2 separate regions of the Mus musculus genome follow, and region 2 is linked to region 1. Evidence: chromatin contacts called from public HiChIP or PLAC-seq data. All regions are on one chromosome and are shown on one strand. Each heading gives the region's core, a stretch centred on a gene start, on an enhancer-like site or on the middle of the called end of the contact. The rest is flanking DNA. Distances are from core to core; before and after follow the strand shown.

Region 1 (6,407 bases), core at 3,462-5,961:
CTGTAACTTGACCATGGGCTGGGGATGCAGTGCAGTTGGTAGTGTGCTTTTTCCATGCACAAGCCCTGAGGTCCATCTCCAGCACCCTATAAACTGAGCATGGGTGCCCACTTTAATGAAGCCCAGCAACAGGGCAATAGAGGCAGGAGGACCAAGAAACCATGATCATCCTTGACTGCTTAGCAAGTCTGAGAACAACCTAGTCTATAGGAGCCCTGTCTCAAACAAACAAACAAACAAACAAACAAACAAAAAATAAACAAACAACCAAAACCTTGGACTTTCATCTTGCTGTTTTTCTGGGTTTTTTTTTTTTTTTTTTTTTTTTTTTTTTTTTTTTTTTTGGTTTTTCGAGACAGGGTTTCTCTATAGCCCTGGCTGTCCTGGAACTCACTCTGTAGACCAGGCTGGCCTCGAACTCAGAAAACCGCCTACCTCTGCCTCCCGAGTGCTGGGATTAAAGGCGTGTGCCACTACGCCCGGCTTGTTTTTCTGGTCTTATGTAGCTCGACTCTTGATTTATATATAAATAAATACTGTGCTCATCCATATGGTTTAACAAGGATGGGGCTGGTGAGATGGTTTAGTGGATAAGGCACTTGCTGCTAAGGCCAACTACCTGAGTTCAATCTCTGGTACCCACATGATGGAAGGAGAGAACAGACACTTCACACATGTATCATGATATGTGTGTCACACACACACAAATAAGCATTTTATATCCACACTTACAGATTGATGATAGATGGATGGATAGATAGGTAGATAGATAGATAGATAGATAGATAGATAGATAGATAGATAGATAGATAGATAGAGATACGTTGGGAAATCTCTGGTCTTGTTCTTCGGTTTCCCTGGAAAACAAACCATGTTGTCAGTTTCTTGTGTGTCTTTCCAGCTCTCATACACATGTATGAAAACAAGATATGAGTCTATGTATTTTTTTTCCCCTTAAAAATATCTGACTGGGTGTGGAGGCTTAAATCTGTGATCCTAGCCCTCCTGTTGCTGAGGAGGGAAGATCACTGTGAGTTCAAGGCCATCCTGAGCTACAAGTTAGTTTTAAGGCAGCCTGAGCCATAGGTGAGACTGTGTCCTCAAACACACACACACATACATATAACACACATGCCCCATACACAACACACACACACAGACACACACAGACACACACAGACACACACAGACACACACAGACACACACACACACACACACACACACACACACACACTCTTACTTCATTTATCTCTGGGATTGCTCCATAGTGTAGAGCCTGTGTGTTACAGCTGTATCCACAGTGGCAGGCAATTAAATTCATCTTACCTCTCTGATGGACATTTAGGAAACTTCCAGCTATAAATAATGTTGCATAGAAAAACCTTCTCAGTTCCTCATCTCCCGTGTGCTCCGTAGAATACAATTCTGAAAGTGCTGGGTGGAAGGGAGATATGATTGTCATGATAAATATTGCCAAACCAAGCCATCTCTGGCTGCTCAGCTGGTTGCACATCCACCAGCAAGGCTGGAGGGACCTGCTTGCCTTCCTCCCCCTGCTCTGCCTCAGCCCCAGTCCACTTACCCACTCAAAAGCTTGGGGTTTTGTTGCTGTTGTTTTCTTTATTCAAGACAGGGTTTCTCTGTGTAGCCCTGGCTATCCTAGAACTTGCTCTGTAGATCAGGCTGGCCTCAAACTCAGAGTTCTGCTGGCCCCAGCCTTCCCAGCCAGCTTTATTGTTGTTGTTGCTGCTGATAGTGTTTACGTTAAAAATCTGTGAGCTACACAGATTTTTCAGTGTCGCTCAGGCTGACCTTGAAATAGAGATCCTCCTGCCTCAGCAAGGATTGCAGACAGGATACATCACTAGTTAGTAAGTAGCCCCCCTCCCTCATCCCTTGCTTCCCCTCAGACTCTCTGGGTTTTGAGCCCCTGTATGCTGGATAAGTATTTTACCACTGAACTGGGAGCAAAAACAACAACAAAAATCTTGTAGTTAAAATCTTTATTTACTTTATCAAGAGTTATCCAGTATCTTTCCAGGCCTATGCCTATGATCCCAGTACTTAGGAGGCAGAGGCAAGAGAATTATGAATTCGGGCCAGCCTTGGCTACATAGTGAGTTCCAGCTTGGCCATAGAAGCTGGCCAGCTTGGGCTATAGGAGACAATGTCTTAAAAAAACAAACAAAACGGGCTGGAGAGACAGCTCTGCGGTTAATGCTGACTGCTCTTCCAGGGGTCCTGGTCACCACGCCTGCTCTTTACATGGGAGCCGGGGATCTTATATTTGCACAGCAAGCACACTCACCCACTGAGTCATGTTCCTAGCTCATAATGCTGACATTTTAATGTTTTTACCCCCTTTCTTCTCACGTTATTTTGAAATTTTAATTCTTTATGTAGTCAAATGTATTGATTTTTCTTTAGAGGCCTCAGATTTGCTAAAACACTTAAACAGGCTCTCTTTCTTCTCAGGTTCCCCTTTTAAAAAATCCCCCTGTGGTTTCACTGAAATATGTATGTTTTGCTATATATGAAATATTACATACATTTACTTCAGTGGTAGAGATCCATTGAGCCCAGGGCCTTGAACATTCTCTATCCATTTAGCCATGCCCCAAGCCAAAACATGACGTGTTTTTAATGATGGTATGGTATGTCACCATATGAGAGGACTATAATTTATTTAGCCAAGCCCCTATTGCAGAATGCTTAAGCTATGTTTTCCTTTCCACTACTATGAATTATACAGCAGCAAGAAGCCTATACATACATTTTCAACTCCCTTAGGCTGAGTTCCCGAAAACCACCTTCATTCTCAACCCCACAGCTTCCTCAAAGAGCAGGCGCCCTTCTCCTACTGCAGGTTCCTCTCAATACACCCCCTGTCCAAGACTGAGGTGGGAGCGTGCCCAGAGTTCACTCTCTCTTGGCCTGCCTTAGCCCATCTTTGATTTGTCAGCCATGCCAGATATGACAGAGGAAGTAGGCAGGCGTGGGTCTTGAAGCAAAAGGAAATCTGAAATTGACTCTCAGAGCTCTCCGGGGCCCACTGACTCTTATTTTGCAGGCAACTCACAACTCTAGGAAAGCTGCAATCCAGCAGAACAGTTAGAATTGCCTCATGGCTTTGCCTAAAGGCACCCTGGCCCAGCCATCTGATCCCAAAAGAAGGGACAGTTTGAGAAGAAAACAAGGCTAGTCTGGGACAAGGTGTGACTCAGTAGGAGGGCAATCGCATAGCAACCCCCTGGCCATGAGGTAGGGCAAGAGTAGAGCTAAGCTGTCTAGCAATGGAGAGGATGGGAATGTAGAGAGGACATCATTTACGATGCCTCTAAACCGGAGTTCCTACAGGTAAGTAGAGGTATGGGGTTCGACAGCTCAGGGTCTCCCTTGGAACAGGGAGATCACCTTGAATTATATGGGTGCATCGCATGGGAGAAGCCAGTCAGTATCAGAATGACAAAGCCGAGAGTTGAAGCACCGGTCACTCCTCGCTCCAAAGGTGGCCTCAAGCCAAGGAATGTGGGTGCCTCTAGCCATCGGAAAAGACAAAGATGCTCTCTCTTAGAGCTTCCAGAAGGGAAGCTTCCCACGGACACCCCGAGTTTCAGTACAGTGAGTCTGATTTATAAACAGTATGAGAATAAGCATGTGTCTTTTAAAGTTTGTGTTATTATAGCAGCAATAGGAAACTAATAGAAATGGTACCCTGAATTGCCAATAAAAAAGATGCCCAGGGAGGGAGTGCCCTGGAACACACAGTATCTCGAAGCGGAATGGGGACAAGAAGCATAAACTCCTGGATGCAATCCTTTATTTGCTAGAGGCTTCTAATAACTTTGACTTCTTGAAGACAGCCTAGGTGTCAAGAGTTAGCCAGAGCTTGGCCTGGAGAGGCTGAAGTCAAGGTCAGTCTGGGCTACAGTGAGTTCAAGGTCAGCCTGGATGATTCAGTGAGCCCTTTCCTTTAAAAAGAAATAAAAGAAAAAAGAAAAGGGCTGAGGATGTAGCTCACGGCTGAGCACTTATCTAGTACGCATGAGGCACTGGACTTAAACCACAGTACTAGAAGAAAATAAGGGAGGGAGGGAGAGAGGGAGAGAGGGAGGAAGGGGAGAAAGAGAAAGGAAGAAAAAGTTAGAATTGGTGGATGATCCAGGCTCATGGAAAAAGTGTAGCAGTGAAGCAGGATTGTTGCTAGTTTGAGCTTGGCCTGGACTACATAATAAGTTCGGAGGAAGAGGAGGAGGAGGAGGAGGAGGAGGAGGAGGAGGAGGAGGAGGAGGAGGAGGAGGAGGAGGAGGAAGAAGAAGAAGAAGAAGAAGAAGAAGAAGAAGAAGAAGAAGAAGAAGAAGAAGAAGAAGAAGAAGAAGAAGGAAGAAGAAGAAGAAAAGATAATCAGATTAAGTTCTGTGGAAAGCCTCCAGAACTGTGGGGATTATCCTGTAAACTTTTGAGGCTGTGAGCCCCTCCCTCCAGCTGCAGATGTCTCCCAGATGTGGTGGGCGAGACACTGGGACAGCGGCGGCGCGAAGTGTGGGTGGGTGAGGGCGAGAGGTCTGGGTCTGGCGCGCTGGGGGCCAGGGGCCGCACCGTCGGGGGAGCGGCTGTTTGCGTGCAGGCGGGGAGGAGCGCGGGCGGAGCCGGGTGGGGGGGGGCGGGTGTAGTTCGGGCGGAGCGGTGGTGGGCTCGGGTTACTTCCCTTTAACCCGCCAGAGCAGGCGGGCGGAGGCGAGGCAGGAGCAGCTCGGAGAAGCGTGCAGTCCTAGGCAAGTGTGGGAAGGCAGCCATGGGCTGCGGAAGTTTGGGGACACCGGGTGTGGGGCTTGGCATCTGGGGTGCGGGAGCCAACTGAAGCTTCTGCCCCTACTCAGATGGGTAAACTGAGGTCCGGGAGCTGCCGAAGCTGTTGGAGTGAGTCCCCGAGGGTGCCAGCGGCTCTTGGCCTCCAGGTGTCTGCAGGGCTCCGAGGGAAGCTCCGGCCTTGGTGACAGAAGATGGCCAGGCCTGGAGAAAAAGGGGTGGCTGGAGCCCAGGAACGGTAGCTGGAGTCTGGTGGCCAGACTCAAGGGTTAGAGGGCGGGTGGTGAGGGACACATAGAGGACGGAGCCAGAGATGAGAGGATACAGAATGGCTGAAGTATAGAGGACTAGGGATGGCGCGAGTGGAACAGAAGGTGCACGCTGACCCCTGGAAGTCACGGAGCAAAGACACATGTTTCTGCTCTACAGTCCCAGTCGGGTTAGAGCGGCGGCCCTGGCCCTGTGCCCCAGCCTCTGTGAGGAGACGGGAACTAGACTTTATCCTAGACCCTCGGTTGCTGTGCTCGTCCCATGCATAGATAGGCATGCCTCCTGGATGCGCACCAGGATTCTGCTGCGGTGGCCTCCAGAGAGCAGAGCTGGTGGCAACCCAAGCTTTTTCAGCAGAGGGGTCTTTCCAAATAGACTACCTCCAATAAGGCAGGCTGCCTGCCCTGGAGAGTCTGGGCTTTGGTGACTTAAAACCCAATCCTGCTCTGAGGATACCAGTGACATGTGCTGTTGGGAGATTTCAGGGCACTTCTGTGACTGATGGATCTGAGGTCTAGGGATGTCAGGACCTTGGCCAGTTTATTTGTGAAAGTAGAACTTGGAGCAGGTGGCCTCCCACCTCTGTCAGCGTGGGTGGCTAGTAAGAAGGAGGTGGCCCGGCACCAAACAGGAAGACTGGCCACAATTCCCCATGGGGAAGGGAGCTTTTCCTACATGTGACAGGCCAGGTACAGGAACTAGGACTGTGGCTACGGTGGATTGTGGAATACCTGAGCAATGAGCTGTATAGCTTAGGTTGGCTTGGATCTCTAGGCAATCCTCCTGCCTCAGCCTCTGGATTTGATTATGGTACTCTCCCCCAACTCCACAGGATTTGAACCTAGGGTCACATGCATACCCTGCAGAGTTCCTGAGGGGGCCGCTGCAAGGTGCTCGCCCTTCAGCCCAGAATCCCAGCAGGCTGGTAGCCACTCACCTCAGGCTGAGGGATCCTATAGATTATACCTATGAGGGCAGGGCAAGGCCTCTGCAGAACTGTGTTTGTAGCAGTTTCTGCTGACCCCCGTCTTATGAGTATCACTTCTCAGAACAGTTCCCCATTCCTGATCATGGTCTGACTGAAGGGAATCTGTCCTTCTTGTGGCCTTTAAAGCCACTTCCATCAAAGAAAGTGTGGGACTGTATGACTAGTGCACTTCGCTTGCCCTACAAAGCCCCTCTGTCCCTGCCCCACAGGGACACTGCTCTGGCTCACAAAGGTCAACCTGCCATGGGTTTAATGTGGTTCCCACAGAATGGAGTGTCCAGAGCTCCCAAAGGAAGCACCCTGGGGATTGGCCCAGCCCAGCCCAATCCAGCTGTGACA
Region 2 (6,490 bases), core at 3,548-6,047, 33 kb before region 1:
ATTTGGCCTTTAGCTATATTTTGTTCATAAAGCCTCTGCACTTTCCTCTGTCCTGAATCCCAAGGAGGAAGCCCATGGAGGAAGATGTGGGTTACTCTCCAATGTACATTGTTTGGGATCCTGAGGTGATACACTTAAGAGTTCCCACTGGAGCTGCCACAACAGCCTCACGTACCGTGTGTACCTGAGTCATGTGGTACATGCGGTGACAGATACAGGGGTCAGCTCTGCCCTGGTTCTGGAACCCATGGCTCCTGGAGCTGCAGACTCCATTGCATTTTCTCAGCTAAGAAATGAAGGAGCCATCCTACTGTGACTGCTGCTGCTGCTATGGTGAAACATCCTGGCAGAGAGCAGGTGGGGAGGCAAGGCTTACTTGGTTTACATTCCAGTTCTTCACCTACACAGACAGCAGGGAAGGGAGTCCACCACACTGCCTGCTTGCTCTCATGCCTTCCTCCTGTCCAGTATAGCCCAGGACCGCTGCTGCCATGGGTAACGGGCTGGGTCATCCTATCTCAGTTAACAAAGCAGTCATACCCATAGACCAGTGCTTCTCGACCCCTTCAGGGGTTGGGCAACACTTTCACAGGGTTGTGTATCAGATGTCCTATTATCAAATATTTATATTATAATTCATAACAGTAGCAAAATTACAGTTAGGAAGTAGCAACAAAAGTAATGTTATAGTTGGGGTCTCTGCGTTAGGAAGTTTGAGAACGACTGCCATCCACTAACTCAATAAAGACAGTTACTGGATTCAGGCTCTCTTCCCAGGTGATTCTGAGCTGTGGTAAGTTGACATTCAAAACTAACCATTACGGCGACTAAACTCAAATAAGTATTGTAAAATTACACCAAGTCCTATGAAGCACTTGACACATGGTTGATGCTCAGCGAAAGCACTGCTTTGCACCAATGAAGAAGAGGTGGGTTAAGCAGAAAACAGTGGAGCACTGAGAGTGCTTGACTGCAGATAGGGCTCTGCCTGTGTTTAGGGGTCAGGGTTTGCCAGCCTTACCGCTGATAACTTTGCAGGGCAGTAGCATAGAGTTCATTACATTAGTGTGCAGCCATTACCACTGTCCATCTGCGGAGCTCTTTGTCCACCTCTGCACACGCTGCAGCGTACCTGCCTTCCCCCAGCCCCCATTCTGTTCTCTGTTTCTATGGATGACAGCTTTAGGTACCACATAAATGCATTTCTATAGTATGTCCTTTTTGGTTTGGTTTAGTTTGGTTTACTTTTGCTTCTTTTTTTTTTTAAAGAATTATTTATTTTATGTATGTCCATTACAGATGGTTGTGAGCTACCATGTGGTTGCTGGGAATTGAACACAAGACCTCTGAAAGAGCAGTCAGTGCTCTTAACCACTGAGCCATCTCTCCAGCCTTTTTTTTTTTTTTTTTTTTTTTTTTACTACTTGAAGCAAGGTTTCTCTATAGATCAGGCTGTCCTGGAACTTATTCTGTAGACCAGGCTGTCCTCAAACTCTGAGATCCATCTGCCAGTGCCTCCTGAGTGCTGGGATGAAAGTTGTGCACCACCACACCCATTTTGTAGTATATCTTTTTGTGTTTAATTTAGTTTACTTACAACAGTGTCCTCAGGGTTTATCTGTATTGCACAGGTGTGTGCATGTATAAAACTTCCTCCCTTTTAAAGACAGAATAGTAGTCTATTTTATGGACACATCATATTTTATTAATCCATTCATCTGAGAGTGGACACTTGGACTGCTCTACTTTTTGTCTATTGTGACTATTGCTGATATGCACATGGGTGTTTAAATATCTTATGTGCACGTGGGTGTATAAATGTCTCTTTGAGTCTCTGCTTTCAGTCTTTTCAGTGTGTACCCAGACACTGAATTGTTGAGTCATACAGTAGTTCTGTTTTTGCTTTCTGAGGAACTCCCACAGTTAATACATCCAGAGGACTATTTGATAGGGAAGTGTACGCAATGGAGTTCCCCCAAGGAATAATATGAAAACCAGTCTTGCATAACATTTTTTAAGTTGCCTAAATATGAAACTTTTACTATTAAGTTTTATTTACATATAGATATAAATTCATGTATACTATGGGTGATGTACGTTGTATAGAATTTAGGAATGAGAGGAGAGAGCAGAGAAGTGGTTATAAGTCATAATAATGGCTGCGCAGAAGGATTACTTCATTATGGACTCTTTCCCCAAGGTCAAAGGACAAATCCCAGTTCCACGTGTTAGTGCTTCCTTTCAGCTTACTGTGCTGTGGGCAGAATCTAAGAACACAGTCAAATGCATGAAAACAGGCACACACATCTTTTCTTCAACTTTCTTGGCTCCAAAGAACAAGTTGACACTTGACTTGAGACTGGAGGTCAGTGGTCTAAACTTGGGACACATGCATGCGCGCATGTATACACACACACAAACACAAACAGGATATCCTGCTTTAACCCAAGCTACCCTCTCAGCCTTGTCTTTAGTCTCCCTCTTACGTGAAGCTCTGTCTTAGCTAAGCCCAAGAGCTTTGCAAACCCACCAGTCTTGCAGCTGAATTGCTTTCCCAGGGCCTTTCTGGCCTCCTGTGCACTGGCCCAAAAGTTCTGTACTCACTTGATGACAGAAGGTTTAACAGAAAGTAATTACAAGTCTCGTTGCTACAATTTATTTGAAATATAAAGTGCCAGGTTGGACCTGCAAGAGTTGGCAACATCTAGTTGAGAGCAGAGGGCCATCCTGAGCAGTTTAGCAAGAACACCGCTCGGCTGCAGGATGCTGGTTAGGTGGTTGAGCTCCTGCCTACCATGCACAATGCCCTTTGTTGAATTCCCATGACTATAAACCAGTTATGATGGCACCCAGGGCTCTCCATGGCAGCCTTTCTGTCTCCCTGTGTAGTGGTTGCATTGCCTCTGCTCCATCCCGGTAGTGCATCGAGATTTGGTTTTGCTTAGAGAACTGCTGGCTGGCTGGAAACTGTGAGCTGCACACTAAGGAGAGCATTTAGACCATTTCAGCTGCTTAGATCTACTTAATGCCAGCCAGTGTGATGACAGTCTAATGGATGACAGAAAAGCGTCTCTACTTATGTGGGGCCCAGCGTGTAGCAGGCACTAGCAAAGCGTTGTTTAGTTCTCCATCTAGGTATCTCACCCGGCCATTTATTCCCGAGTTTTGGAAGGAAGCTGAAGTGCTGAGAAAATAATTTGCCAAAGACCACCTAGCTAACAAACAGCAGGGCTAGAATCTAAGCATGACCTGTCTGAGTTGGAAGCCTCAGCCACCACCTCATTGTCTTGAGCGAACCAAACCCTACTGCCATTGCTGATAGAAGACCATGAAGTCTTGTGGTCTCCCGTGAGGGGCTGGCTGTGTCATGAATCAGAATGTGGCCTGTCTGACCCCTCTGCTGCTGCCCCCGGGGCAAACTACTGTGCTGTGCTCTGAGTCTTGATGCCTCTCTTCTAGGTGCACTACATCCTGCAGGAGGTGGTGATGGGTGGAATGGTGTTGGAGACAAACATGAATGAAATTGTGGCTCAAATCGAAGCTCAAAACCGACTGGAGAAGTCGGAGGTGAGGAAGCAGCTGCACTGTGTCCTGACTGGGTACAGGGAGGAACATGTACCTGTGTAGAGCATGCATAGCTTGGGTGGGCTGTGTCTGCTGGGTGGGCTTGGGTGAGCTTGGGTGGGCTTGGGTGGGCTGTGCATGCTTGAGTGGGCTATGTCTGCTGGGTGGGCTTGGGTGGGCTGCGTGGGTCTGTGTTTGCTGTGAGGGCTTCTGTTTCTTGGAGTCCTTAGGAGGTGGTTCCCTCCTGTCTTCCTTGGTTTGACTACACTAACATGAAGGCCAGTGTAAACATTAAACTGGTAGGGCGACTTGAGATCTCTGGCTTAAAGGAAAGGCAGATGGCAGGACGGACAGCCAGCCTCTGGAATATGATTATGACTCACATTTGCGGTCCGTATGTGAGCAGCCATAGCTTGTGGTTAGCTCGTAGCCTCTGGAAGGTCAAGATTCTTTACTTTCAGTGAAGCTTCTTCAAAACTACAGTAATGCTGATTTGGAAATACCATACCTGGGCAGGTGGTGATGGCACACACTTTAAGTCCCACCACTGAGGAGACTTAAGCAGGTGATCTTTGAGTTCGAGGCCAGCCTGGTCTACATAGTGAGTTTAGTACAGTCAGGACTACATAGAGAAACCCTGTCTCAAAAAGCAAACAGAAAAGCGTTCCTTGACAAGCAGTGGTGGCAGATGTCTTTAATCCCAGAACTCGGGAGGCTGAGGAAGGCAGATCTCTGTGAGTTTGAGGCTAGCCTGATCTACTGAGTAAGTTCCAGGATAGCTAGGGCTAAACAGAGAAACCCTGTCTCCAAAAACCAAAAAAAGAGAAAAAAGGAAAATAAAACACCATGCCTCCTTATCCTCATGTGGCTCTGAGCTTGATGGAGGAGCTCATGGTGAAGCCAGGCCAATCCCACCCTGGTCTTCACCCACCTCAGCCCCACAGTGAGCAGGGTTAGAGGGGTACCCCTCACAGCTGCAGAAATAGTGGGATGGTGACATCTCTGAGTGACATGTCTGAGTGGGTTTCTTTGCTTTGTGAATGGAACCTGTCTTACAAAACCAGGAGTCCTTCTTATGAGACTGCTCATCTCATCAGAGTTTTTCTGACCACAGCTCTGCCTGCCAGGGTTTTCTGAGAAGTGCAGGCTGGGAGGCTTCCAGACACAGTGAGTGAGTCAGGCAAGGGGTCTGGAACCAGCCGAGGCAGACATGCAGGGGAAGGGCAGAGCTAGAGGGAGTGTCCTGAGAGCTGTGGGTTAGAACAGTAAGTGACTCTCAGGCCTGTGTCACCCCCTCTACTCCCTGCTGAGCCTGGAGGGCCTGGAGGCTGATTTTCCAGGGTTACTGCTTCCCAGCCTGTAGCCACGTGACATCCAAAGCCCATCCTTTTCAGCTCGCACTAGCTGGCAGGCTGTTGTCTGAAAGCTGACATTCTTTCTCCTTCAAAGGAATTTCTCTGGCTTTGCACTTTTCTGTAAGGTAGACTCTTAAGGAAAGGGTTTCATTTTGTTTTGCTTTGTAAATCTAGTACCCTCAAGTCATAGGACTTAGATAAATCATCTCAGAGTTCCCTACCAAGTATTTATTGAGCAACTCCCATGGGCCAAGCGTGGTGTTACTTGCCATAACTATAAAAGTGCATGAAGCACAGGGCACAGCACACCTTTGCAGACCCTGTAGTGGGACGGCAGCAAAGGCTGCAAGGCTGCACATAGCTAAATAGGGCTTTGTTGACACCCATGAGGAATGAAGACTTTTGTATGTGCCATCTGGAATGCTTTAGATCTCTGTCATCTGCTTTAGGATTTAAGCAGACGACACTGGAAATCGACTAACACTCTCCTCTCGTTTCCAGGGCGGCCTCTCTGCAGCTCCAGCAAGGGCCGTGTCCGCTGTGAAGAACATCAACCTCCCTGAGATCCCCAGGAACATCAACATCGGTGACCTCAACATCAAAGTCCCCAACCTGTCCCAGTTTGTGTGAAGGTGGGGGACTGGGCTGAACTGGAGTTCGCAGGATGAGCAAAGCAGTCAAGTCCAGAAGCAGAACCCCGTTGAGCCTTTAGAGTCGCACCTTGGGGCCCTGCACCTTTCCCAGAGTGGGAATGGAGTTGGGTGCACACTTCCTGGCCATCCTGCTGCTCCTGACTCACGGCTGTGATAGACATCAGGGCACTAAGCCACTGCTCCTTCGCCTCCCCCACACAGCTGCCCTCAGGGCCAGGGACTGTGAACGCGCCACCTGCTTCCCAGGGCCCCACCACTGGGACTGAACACATCTGACTTCCTCTCTAGCACCAAGGGCTTCTGAGATCCTGTATCACTTACTGGGGGAAAGACCAGGGGGAAAGACTAGCCTTTGAGCTGTCAGGCATGGTAAGTGGCAGGTGAGGGCAGGGTGTACACCACCTCTGCTAGGGCCTCTATACCCTCTGAATGGTCAAGCATTGTGGTCCGCAGTTGCTGCAGAGCAGTTTCCTAGTATATACCTAGTCTTGTTGTCAGAGGCATCTGTGCGCTGGATGGTTTAAGTCACACTCTGTGTGCGTGCCACTACCACCCCCCCCCCCCACACACACACACACAGAGTTGGTGCGACCCCCAGAACCCTCTCGCAGAGGAGACCAATGTCTGTAGACTGTGGCGACTGGATCCCTCCTAGGTTATGACTTTTCCCAAGTTTAAAATACACTGTTCTCTTGGAAGCAGAAGGTTCAGTGCTGTGCTGTGAATGAAGAAGTCCCCACATACACACACTTGCTCAGAATCCACTAACCAGTCTCAGATTCTAGAGCTGGGAGCCTGGGCTGGGTGCTATATGGGCTGAGCCTGCAGCATGCTAGCTGTAGTGCTGTGTGCTTCCCAGCTTGAGTCCTGCAGTGAACACACTGGGCTCCCTTGGTTGACATTCTACAGCTCTGGAAC

What was found. HiChIP or PLAC-seq counts read pairs in DNA pulled down with a chosen protein or histone mark.
Region 2: an HNF4G HiChIP or PLAC-seq map of pancreatic cancer cells shows a contact between it and region 1. The contact joins the enhancer-like site here to the promoter of Anpep in region 1. A contact is called at or near these places in 2 of 39 promoter capture datasets (the SN4741 cell line and liver), 12 of 484 Hi-C or Micro-C datasets (3T3-L1-derived adipocytes, bone marrow-derived dendritic cells, bone marrow-derived macrophages and 7 more), 14 of 115 datasets of contacts at active chromatin or transcription factors (bone marrow-derived dendritic cells, bone marrow-derived macrophages, embryonic fibroblasts and 9 more) and 4 of 9 other capture datasets (adipose tissue, bone marrow-derived macrophages, macrophages and 1 more).

What each region holds. Positions count from the first base shown.
Region 1 is chr7:79,846,514-79,852,920 of GRCm38.p6, reverse strand. Anpep (alanyl (membrane) aminopeptidase) reads left to right here and starts at 4,711. Exons shown (of 21, transcript NM_008486.3): 1 at 4,711-4,776.
Region 2 is chr7:79,879,543-79,886,032 of GRCm38.p6, reverse strand. It overlaps Ap3s2 (adaptor-related protein complex 3, sigma 2 subunit), which reads left to right. Exons shown (of 6, transcript NM_009682.3): 5 at 3,460-3,567; 6 at 5,421-6,490. The coding sequence ends at 5,549. Among named protein-coding and RNA genes, the nearest start is that of Anpep, 35 kb to the right of the region's middle. Within about 2 kb of position 4,797, at least 103 of the 459 cell types and tissues checked have an H3K27ac peak or open chromatin away from gene starts, as enhancers often do. A contact at or near this core is called in the SN4741 cell line, adipose tissue, bone marrow-derived macrophages and 5 more, where this site is marked.